Linked DNA regions of Mus musculus: all the other regions are linked to region 1. Evidence: chromatin contacts called from public promoter capture Hi-C data. All regions are on one chromosome and are shown on one strand. Each heading gives the region's core, a stretch centred on a gene start, on an enhancer-like site or on the middle of the called end of the contact. The rest is flanking DNA. Distances are from core to core; before and after follow the strand shown.

Region 1 (2,668 bases), core at 45-2,544:
CAGTGAGGTGCTCCCGTCCCAATGCCCTCCCTCCCCGCAAACACACCGTGAGGCAGTGCCACGGCCTCATGTAGTTGGTGGTGCAGAAACAACACTCTGAACATAACCACCTCCAAACCCTCCTTTTGCCCTTTACTGCTTGGACAACCTATCCGTGCCTGCTTTTCTACAGTGGGACCAGGGCTTCCTGTTTCATACAGAAAGAGAAACTGCAGGTAAAGAAAAAGGGTGGCTTCCTTCTGTCATTTCTAGAACACATCAGGTGGAGGGGCTAAACCCTAATAAGGAGTAGCTGATGCAAATCACTTTAATTATTTATATCGTAAAACATGATCTGGACCAGAGAGTACACTTGTACAGAGTGACTAGGCTTTCTGACCCGAAAGGCTGACTTAACATAAGCAATACTGACACGAGCAGCTCAGGAAATATCAGCAAAATGAATGACAGACATGCAGACGGTCTCTTTTTGAAGATAGCCTCTTGAGGAAATTACCAAATTTGAAGCTTTCATGGTCTGGAATGGTGATTCCTCCTTCACCCGAAAACACACAGGTTCTACAAATGTGGGTTTGGCAGACACAAAAGGAGAATTTAAAATAACCAGCACATCACTTAGTTCTCAACCTGGTTCTGCACTTTCTCTTCAGCTCAAGAGTCGGCAAAGTGAGCCTTTACTAGCCGGAGTGACAAGCAGGCGAGGTAGTTACCAGGCACAGGTCAAGGGATCTAATCTGAGAGGAACCAGCCCGAACCTTTGCTTACGCAACCCCAGAAATACACGTTTCTCGGTGTCTGAGAGGAGAGATAAGAGACCCGGTGGGCTGCCCCGGGAAACGCAGAGACCAACTTTCTGTAACAAGACCAGGAGGTGTGAGGGTGGCCGAGGACTGCGAACCCAGCACCTCTGAGAGACTAGCATGAGGACCCTGACCGGGAAAGCACCCCTAGTCCAGGGCTACAGAGAAAAACCCCGAGGCAGTCTGGGGGCTACGAGCTGGGCTAAGAGGGGCAGGGTCCGGGTCTCCATGGAAACAGAGAAGGGGGGCTGGATACCCATCCCCATGGAAACGGAGGAGGGGTGGGGTCCCTCGGGTGAGTGGAATGAAGTCTCAGCCGGGAATGGCTACGGCAGGGAGCCCCAGTCCCGCACCCCCCGGATAGTTCCAGCCCCAGCCGAGTCCAGCCTCTGCTTTTACCTCCGCGGCTCCCGGCAACGGCGGCAGCAGCAGCTTCTCCCCTCCCAAGCGGCACCATGATTGCCCCCACCTGTCCCTAGCGTCACTTCCGCTTCCGCTTTCCGGAGGAAGGAGAGGCCCGGGGAGCCCTGGGCCTGCTGCTGTTCGTGATTGGCTTCTACTCTCCAGGGGGCTGAGACCGCGCCTCTCCCCAGCGGGCTGTGGGCGGAGCGAGTGGAGTCTGGCGCTCCGGTGCCGCACCGGGAAGCTGACCATAGAGAGCGGGCTGTTTCGAGCGCGGGAGGATACGCGACATCAGCGGTGAAGTCGAGGTGTTCTCAGCCCCAGCTGCGTCCACAGCTGCAGCAAGAAGGCTGCAGTCAGCCGCCGCCTTCCAGATGCGTAGGCCAGCCCACGGCATCCCTCTCCTCGCCCCACTGTACCCACGCAGCATAGTTCACCTGGCTGAGGCTCCCCCCCAGGACCGGAACGCTGAGCAGAGCCCTCCAGAAACTTCTCGTTCTCACGCGCCCGCGGGAGCTAGCGGTTCCAACCTTCCTTAAGGAGGGTTTTTGCTCTAGAAAGGGTCAGCGCCACCTACTGGCCAGTCCCCTGTCAGCTCTTAACACTTATCCTACCCACCCTTGAAATCCACTCGGTGGTAGCAATATTTCAAAGCCCAAGAAGATACTTTTCTCGTGTTTCTATTATATTCCTGTATATGTAATTTTTAGACTCTCACATAAGCTAATGCTTATTTACCCCATGAACGACTTCTCTCGAATGTTTACGTTGGAGCAGTGCTCTTAGAGGCTAGATCAGGGTTCAGGCCCAAACTGCTGTGCCATTCCCTCTGAGTAAGGTTGAATAAGTGACTCTGGCGCACCAGCATGCCACAGATCAGCTGCTCTGTTCTTAAGCCACAAAGGACTAGCTGCCAGGAACTACCATCTCTTGAGAGAGGAGGATTGGGGAAGAGAAGACCAACTGACTGCTCTGACCTTAGAGTTCTTTTGAAACCAGAACCCACATTAGATGGCTCACATCCAGCTTCAGAGAGATCTGAGCCTCTGGCCTCTCCTAGCACATTCACACATGCATGTACCACCACCACCACACACATACACATAACTAAAAAAAGAGAGAACCATAGTCACCATTAAAAATACATTTTCATTAAAATATATTACATATATGAGAGGTGCTGCATTATATACAGTTGGGAGGACTGAATATCCTACAAAATCCCACTTGTTTCACCAGAACCCCCTTTCTTCAGTGCTCTTGGGGGCGACTGAGAGGCCTTGGAGTTGAGCAGAAAGGGAACAGGTGCCCTATGCATGAACATGTTTGCGGCTTGGACAGTGGAAGCATCTGGATGGCTAAAAGTTGTTTATCCAGGAACCTCTAAGCAGAGTCCTGCCGCCCCAAGCCATTCTCCTTCAGGGACTTCAGTTAGTCCAAGTATCTGACCATGAGATGCTCAGTAC
Region 2 (2,668 bases), core at 98-2,597, 1.3 Mb before region 1:
GGACGAATACAAATGACCCAAGGTCGGGCAACCAGAAAGCAGCGGCACCAGAATCTGAATTTAAGGAGTCCAGAGCAAGGTTGACACACACTTTTAATCCCAGGCTTTAAGGAGTGAGCCTCCAAAGCCTACGAATACTACACAGCACTAGGCTCTACAGGCAGGGCCCTTTTGTTATGAGAAAAATGAATGAATGAATGAATGAATGAATGGGGACTATCTCTGGCAGAGATAGTCTAATCCACAATCAAATAACAGGGCCTTTAAGGAGGAACTCACAACGTTGTTTATAAATAAGGGCTATAGGATTTTGCTCTTCCTTATCTCATGCAAAACTACTCAGCCGAGAGGGAAAGGCGCCCAGCCCAGCGTGACTACCCTCTTCCTCAATGATTCTCAAAACCAGCAAAGCCAACCGGTTTCCTCCAGTGACTTAAAACAGAGCAAAGTCTATCCTGCCACCGAAGGTGGCTGTCAGCTCTTCCTTCTGCCAACAACCTGGGGGAGTGGGGGTGGACGGAGAAGCCACCGGGAATCCGAAAGCTCCTACCCAAGATTGAAAGGTGGGGCCAAGCATCGTAGGAATGGGCGGGCCTGACCAGGATGGCAGGTGAAACACTGACCACAGCAAGCTCTCCCACGGTGAAGACCGGCCCAACGTGGATCTGGCAAGCAGGTTGCTGTGACTCGCACCTGAACGCCGCCCAGGATGTGAAAATTCCCCAGCAGCGATGGTGTTGGTGCCAACGGGTGAGGGCTCCAGGAGGAAAACCTTGGCTGGCTCTCCTTGGGGACTCGTTCTAACTTTCAAGTCACTCTCTAGGTCAGGAGAGAAGCATGGAGAGGAGGAGCGGGTCTCTCTGGGAGAAAAACTAGAGCGGGCCAAACGCCGGCTGCTTCGATGACTGGTTGAGTGGGTCTGGGCAAGGCGAGCAGTGCCCATTTCCCAGGGCTGCGGCAAAAGACCGAGGCTCCCGGCAGCCGACGCCCCCGCTGCCGGGAAGGACAGACCTCCAGTGGCGGAGGGGGAATTCACTATAGCCGTTCTGGTCGCGCCGGTCAGCTTCGGGCTGTCACCGGGGTCCCTCCGCCACGGTGGCCCGCCCCGCCAGCACGCAGCCCCCACCCGGCTCCGCGTCCCGGGACCCCGAACTCACCTTTCCCGGGGAATCAGCGCTCCTTGCCCATAGTCCGCAGCCCAGAGTCGGGGCTGCTCGGCGCTCCGTCCCGGGGGCCGGGGCCGGGCCGGGGGCGTGGGAGCCGCTCACCGCCGCCTCCCAGCGCAGCCGCCAGAGCTGCCGCCGCCGCCTCCCTCCATGGCTGCGGCGCCGCCACCTGACAACGGAAGTGACGCATAGGCTCTCGGCCCCGCCTCCCGCCCCCTCGCCTGAGTTTGGGGTTGGTGCGCCATCTTCAGGATGGGCGGAAGCCTTCAGGCAGGAAGCCCAGATAAGATCGCCAATTGGTTCTGGGTGGAGTCTGGGTCGAAATCTGTAAAGTGATTGGACAGTCAGGGGGCGGTACTTACCGCTAATCTACATCTACAGTGGGACTGGGACAGAGGCGCCGGTCCGCCTTGGCTCTGCAGAACCTCACCGACTTATGCTCTCCTTGCTGGGGTTGGGGACGTCTCTAAGTGGTTGCAAAACCCGCCAACTGCACTGCATTCTTTAGAAAAGTAGTCTTTCTTTGCTCCCCATTTCTCGGCTTCTGGAAATTTGTGTGGGAAAGTGCTGAAGTTGGGTACAAGAGAAGTCAAGAATTGGCTGTCGCTACTGTCACAATTCATTTCACTTTAGGCCCTTCAGAAACCCCAAAGATGGCCAAGTTCATCTTGGACATCCCTAGAGTCTTGTCCAGGGAGATTGCAGTGAAGAGTTCCAATGAACGACTTCAGCCGGCTGTCTACCTCACTCCCTCCTGCCAGTTTCCGTCCTTTCTCCTCCTTCAGCAGCCACGCCCTCCATGAATCAGCTTCTTGCACCAGCAGATGAGCCCTTTAAAGGGATTGCATCAGTCTGGTGACTCACTGGGGGCCCTCGAAAATCCTGGCTTCCGTCCACTGCCGTGTAGAAGCGGCCAGAAGGGCTCGGTGGCAGCAGTACCAGCGGCCATAGTCCCACTCCTTTGTCTCAGAGTTAACAAGTGTACTTGATGACACTCTTCCCTCCCCTGGGTCATTCTGGATCCACGTGTAGACACACGTGGACACGACTAAGCCCTGCTAGGACACCGAAGGCTGGTCTTCATAATGAAGTCCCAGCCTGAATCCTTTCTTAATGTCTTTGATTGGCTTGGTGGCCATTCAGCTGCAGATAATGCTGAATAACTAGTAATGATACCAGCTCCTAAGGCCCTGTCTTATGCAAAATGAGGCACTTTTAGAGACCTGTTAACAAATGCAGAAGGTAGCACTCAGAGAGAGAGGGTAACCTCTGCCGTGACACCCAGCTAATAATGGCTGGGCTGTGGTTTGAAGAAAGTTTCGTGGGTTCCAAAAAGGCTAGAGCTTGAATCCCCATTGTATCACTTACAAACTAGGTAATTCAGTGTAAATCCTGGCTGCCCAAGTGGGGATAACACATTACACCAACCATGGGAGGACCCAAGGAGTTTCACATCCAGCTAACCACACCCTATAGATGCCCACTGGTCTCAGTCGGGGAAC
Region 3 (2,668 bases), core at 68-2,567, 1.3 Mb before region 1:
ACCCTGACTAAGACAGTGTCCTAATCGGAGGGCCCCAACGTGTTCTGCCTAGGACTTGGTCTCCATTTAGACAGGAGTGGAAGGTTGTCGGCAATTTTGAGGAGAGACATACTAGACATATTTGCATTTTATAAAGCCCCACTAGACATATTTGCATTTTGTAAAGCCCCTGGTAGCAAGGCTGGGAATGAATGGAAGGGAGTGGTCCAGAGGGTTCTCTTGTCTGTTTACGTATGCACTTACACAAAATCAGACACACCATCTGAATGTGCCTGTTTAACATCAATGGAGGGGACATAAGCTGTTGGGAGGAAATCGAGCTTTCATTAGTGTTCAGTTGTCCTTTAGATAAATGTTTACTCCTCTGCCTACAAATACAATAGCCCAGCAAATTTGGTGAACAAAGTTGTTTGCTGAGAAGTAAGATAGACTGGCAGCGTGTTTTGGGTGGTCGTTTCTCTCTGCACTACACATGGCATAATTTTGCATTTTATAAGCCTTCCAAAAGTATTTTCACAATTGCAACCCCTTCCAACACTTGCAAAATCAAGAAGCATGTTTTCGTTCTTATCTATATTATTTTGGGGCCCTACATTTCTAGAAATGGCTTCTGAAATGAGCATGACCAGGCTTCTGCTTACGTAGGAGGACAGAGACGCGGGCGTCCCCATCTGTTTTGTGGGGGTTAACGGATGGTTATACCTGCCAAAAGTATCTTGTCAACTGTAACTACTTTTGGAAATAGACAGATTTCCAGAGACTGGGAAATCGAGGGCTCAGGCACTGTAAGTATGTCCAATGTATTAGGCTTCTCTGTGGGGAAATGCTCTTTTGGAGAATTAATTTGACTCCGGAGGGCTTCCAACTGCATGGGCTCTGCGTCTTTTGAGAAAGATACCCGGCTGTCAAAGAGAAGTGCGCAGAGGCATCGGTTTGGCTATTGGGATGAGGGGAAGGGGGTCAGGTGCCGGTCGGCCTGGGTATCAGGACGGAGGTTGGAGGGGGGCTGGTGCTAGGCTGCGGTTCTGTATAGGGACATTTAGTGCGGTGAGGAAGGGAACAGATCAAGGCTGCGGGGGCGTTACTTACCTTTGCGGGCCTTGTCTCCGGGGATGTTCTGGGCCCTCAGTCGCTGGTCTAGGACGTAAAGCATCTCCCCGCCCAAGTTCAAAAAGAGCAGCGGCAGAGTCCGAACCGACATAGTGCCGGAAACCCGCAGGGTAGATGAAGGAAGAACCCCAGGGTTTGTGATTTAGCAGCCTGGAGGCCCCTACGCGTCCATAGCCCGGTTGCTGGGGCAACGCCGGGAACAGAAAGGCGAACCAATCACATGGTGGATTGATAGGAGGTGGCCGAAGACCGGCGCTTATTGGGTTAAGTGACAAAGATCGCTTCAGGGGATTGGTTCAAACGGAGGCGCGCACCTTTGGCCTCCCGGGAGCGCTGGTTTTGAGTTTTCCAGTTTAGCTTTGGTGTCGCCGGGAGCGTTCCAGCCAGCCGCGCGTATCTGCCGTGGCCCAGCCATCGCACCGGAAACTAGGAAAATCAACCCCAGCGTCTTCGGAGTCGTTCGCCTAGAGTCGTCTAGCGTCCCGGTCCGCCATGGCCTGCTGTGCTGCGGGCAGATTTGTGAACTATCTCCCAGGGACGTGCAGAGGAACCAGTGAGGTCATGGCAAGCGCCACGAAGGCATTCTGAGTTATTATAATCCCTCATCTCGATTAGTTATATCATTTGTCTCCTTTCTAACCCCTCCTGGAAGCGATGTTACGCCGGATTTACTACTCAGTGAGGCAACCCAGCCCGGCCCTCCTAGCAACTTAAGTAGCACCCTCGCGTTTCTTCACCTACGGCTGGACCTTTTCAGACGATTCGTCATCAGTGTTTCTGCTAAGCACTTCTCTCTCCAGCCACAGCAATCTTGAGACTTGAGCTTTGGAACCTACATCCACCTCCTTTAATAATCAGCCACTTCCTCCTTTTCCTTGTAGAATCCTCGCATTCCTTAATTCCCCTTTCTGCATTCCTACGTTCCTCTGTGTCACTGCTCTGATGCTGTTGGACTAAATTTCAAAAGGCGCCGCTTACAAAACACAGCTCATTCCTTCAATGTCTTCCTTCCTGCTTGTGGCATCCTCCACGTCACACCTTCTAGTCGTTTTTCTTTCCTCCCAAGAGCCAAACTTTTTAAAATTGTCTAGTACAACTTGAACCTTTTTGTTTTGTTTTGAAACAGGGTTTCTCTGTGTTGTCCTGGCTGTCCTGGAACTTGCTCTGTAGACCAGGCTGGCTTCAAACTCGGAGATCCACCTGCTTCAGGCTCTGGGAGTGCTGTGACCCGGCACATGAGCTTAACACCTCAGCCCCACCTGTAATAAACATCTTTATCTTCTGGTGGGCCTTATGCATTTTGTTATCTGCCCAGCTTCCAACACTATCTCAAGTTTTGGCAGAACACGGTCCCTTTCAGAGTTTGCCTCTGTGTACTGTCAGACTGGATAGGGTCAAGACAGAGCAGCAAGGTGTGGCTGCACTTGCCTTTGATCCCAGCACTTTGTAAGCAGAGTCCAGCCTGGTCTACATAGCAAGTTCTAGGACAGTCAGGACTGGGTCCCTGTCTTTAAAACCAACAAAAATCAGGCTGGAGAGATGGCTCAGCGGTTAAGAT
Region 4 (2,668 bases), core at 89-2,588, 1.1 Mb after region 1:
CTGAAACCAGTTTCATATGGGACATCCAGCCGATGGAAGGGGGTGAGTGGAGCAAGTTGGAGTGATTGAATGAAATTAATAAATTGTGGACTCTCTTACTAGGGTTTCTATTGCTGTAAAAAGACTTGTGACCATGGCAACCATTTAATTGGGGCTGGCTTACAGTTTCAGAGGTTAGTCCACTATCATCATGGCAGGAAGCATGGCAGCATGCAGGAAGGCATGGTGTTGGAGAAGGAACTGAGATTTCTACATCTTGATCAACAGGCAGCAAAAGGAGACTAATCCACACTAGGCTTGACTTGAGCATAGGAGACCTCAAATCCCTCCCCAAAAGTGACACACTTTCTCCAACAAAGCCACACATACTCTCACAAGGCCACCCTTCCTAATAGTGCCACTGCCTATGAGGCAAGCATTCACACACGTGAATCTATGGGGGCCATTCCTATTGAACCCACCACATGGACTTCGGGAATTTTCTCCAGAAACTGTTCATTCGCAGGCACAGCATCTGTCTTATAGGCCAGGCCAGCCTTGAACTCAAGAGGATACATCCTCCTGTCTCAGCTTTCTGATTGCTTTGGTGCAAATGTCAGCTAATACATCAAAGAACGTTTTCATCATGTCACAGTATAAAGAAGTCCCTATAGTAACTCTATAGCTGTTTGTTTGTAACAAGATCTCACTATGTAGCCTTAGTTGGCCTAGAACTCATAGACATCCACCTGTTTCCGTTTCTTAATTTCTGTGATTTAAAGGCCTGAGCCACCACGTTAGGCACTATTATCTTTCTTTTAAGATTTACTTTATGTGCGAGAGTTTTGTCTTCATGTATGTGCACCATGTGTGTGCTCCTGGTATTGCTGAGGTTAGAAGAACTATGTTGGGTCCCCTGAATCTAGAGTTAAACCGAGGACCTCTCCCAGATCAACAAATGCTCTTAACCTCTGAGCTGTCTCTCCAGCCCGGCTATTATGTTTATTACCAAAAAGGGAAACTGCCACCGTGAAACTGGGAAACAGTCACACAAGTTTTGGGGTCACGGCACACGAGCTTTAATCACCACATTTCCTTGGGGTGAGGGAAGCACTACTCTTTCTCGAGTGTGACCTTGCTCAAGTAGCACAACAATCAACGGTCACGACAGTGCTGAAAGGGAGAACTCACTACCGGGCGCAGTAGTATGGGGAAAGTCGGTTTATCAGCTGTCAGCGTCTGGAGGCTGGGCTGCTTGCTGCGCAGGCGCAGACCCGCTGTGCTTGGTTTCTACAGTTCCTCGGCCGGTGGTTGATTTACGGCGTCGCTCTGGAGATGTCGTGCTGCGGGCGTCCTTTACGGCAGGCGTCTGCGTCCTCCCGCAGCCGGCGGTCGGGAATTGCACCAGGGACCTGACAAGGGCACTGCAGAGGTGCGGTAGGCGCTGCTGTGTCCGCACAGCCAAGAAGTTTCGTTCAGGATTAGCTCCTTGACACATTTCCTCTCTCTGTGGGTGGCCCAGGTCTGGGCGTGTCCTCCTGCCTTCCCTTCACCCCGTAACTAGGTCGTCACCCCCACCCCCGGCCCTCCGGAGCAAATCCACCGTCTGCCGGACTCCTGCCTTGGCCTCCTTCCTACCCTGACATCCCGCTCCTTTTTGTTTTTGTTTTGAGACAGGGTTTCTCTGTGTAGGCTGGAATTCACTCTGTAGACCAAGCTGGCCTTGAACTCACAGAGAAGCATCTGCCTCTGTCTTCCAAGTGTTGAGATTAAAGGCGTGCACCACATCCTGATTTTGGTCCCCAGAGCCCTCTACTTTCTTCCTGTTGTGCACTTGGCTCAGCAGCCGCTCCAGAGCCTCTGTCCGTCCTCATTGTCATAACTTCTGTTGTCTATGTTTGTGTGTGTGTGTGTGTGTGTGTGTGTGTGTGTGTGTGTGTGTGTGAGAGAGAGAGAGAGAGAGAGAGAGAGAGAGAGAGAGAGAGAGAGCGAGAGAGAGAGCGATGTAGATCCTCCTCTGGGACTTTTTCTATTCTCCCAATGGCTTCCTCCCCCGAATTCTTACTCAGGTTCCCAGTGTGGGTCTCCAGTGCTTATGATGAGCCGTTTCCCCCATTTGCCTCTGACATACACAGTAAATGACTAAAAGAATGGGAGGGAGCTTTATAAATTAAATTCACCTAAATGTCCGCGTACAGGATGGTTTTGATGTGGGTGCTGCGCTTGCTTTCCATTCTTAAGCACATTTGTCGTTTGGGATTATTTTGTTCTATGTCAACTTTACTATGTATTTTCCATATGTTCTTTTTGCTTAATGTATGTCATATTCTACTGAGCACCAGAATCTATCCACTGCTTTATAGTTGTACGTGTAAGTTGTTTGAGATTTCCTGATTTTTTTTATTTTTTTACAAAATTTTAATTTGACTTGTTCATTTATTTTTAGCAGTTAACTAGCATCTGCTCGATTTTGCTCTCAAAACAAAAGCAGTAGGAAAAACATAGAAGTAAATAGACTGTTACAGTAATGGACGAAGTACTTTTGGGGGGGGGGGTTCGAGACAGGGTTTCTCTGTGTAGCCCTGGCTGTCCTGGAACTCACTTTGTAGACCAGGCTGGCCTCGAACTCAGAGATCTGCCTGCCTCTGTCTCCCAAGTGCTGGGATTAAAGTCATGTGCCACAACTGCC

What was found. Promoter capture Hi-C pulls out the DNA fragments that hold promoters and counts their contacts.
Region 2: a promoter capture Hi-C map of pre-B cells shows a contact between it and region 1, with 2.9 times the contacts expected there. The contact joins the promoter of Stk40 here to the promoter of Mtf1 in region 1. A contact is called at or near these places in 3 of 39 promoter capture datasets (3T3-L1-derived adipocytes, liver and pre-B cells), 1 of 484 Hi-C or Micro-C datasets (B cells) and 1 of 115 datasets of contacts at active chromatin or transcription factors (extraembryonic endoderm stem cells).
Region 3: a contact with region 1 is called in a promoter capture Hi-C map of pre-B cells, with 2.7 times the contacts expected there. The contact joins the promoter of Oscp1 here to the promoter of Mtf1 in region 1. A contact is called at or near these places in 12 of 39 promoter capture datasets (the 3T3-L1 cell line, 3T3-L1-derived adipocytes, the C10 cell line and 7 more) and 1 of 115 datasets of contacts at active chromatin or transcription factors (large pre-B cells).
Region 4: a contact with region 1 is called in a promoter capture Hi-C map of liver, with 6 times the contacts expected there. The contact joins the promoter of Ndufs5 here to the promoter of Mtf1 in region 1. A contact is called at or near these places in 4 of 39 promoter capture datasets (hippocampal neurons, liver, neutrophils and 1 more) and 1 of 484 Hi-C or Micro-C datasets (B cells).

The regions. Positions count from the first base shown.
Region 1 is chr4:124,801,175-124,803,842 of GRCm38.p6, reverse strand. It overlaps Mtf1 (metal response element binding transcription factor 1), which reads right to left and starts at 1,294. Exons shown (of 11, transcript NM_008636.4): 1 at 1,200-1,294. Inpp5b (inositol polyphosphate-5-phosphatase B) reads right to left here. Exons shown (of 24, transcript NM_008385.4): 24 at 2,332-2,668.
Region 2 is chr4:126,102,636-126,105,303 of GRCm38.p6, reverse strand. It overlaps Stk40 (serine/threonine kinase 40), which reads right to left and starts at 1,347. Exons shown (of 11, transcript NM_028800.3): 1 at 1,158-1,347.
Region 3 is chr4:126,057,214-126,059,881 of GRCm38.p6, reverse strand. It overlaps Oscp1 (organic solute carrier partner 1), which reads right to left and starts at 1,317. Exons shown (of 10, transcript NM_172701.3): 1 at 1,090-1,317. The coding sequence starts at 1,201.
Region 4 is chr4:123,716,856-123,719,523 of GRCm38.p6, reverse strand. It overlaps Ndufs5 (NADH:ubiquinone oxidoreductase core subunit S5), which reads left to right and starts at 1,338. Exons shown (of 3, transcript NM_001030274.1): 1 at 1,338-1,411.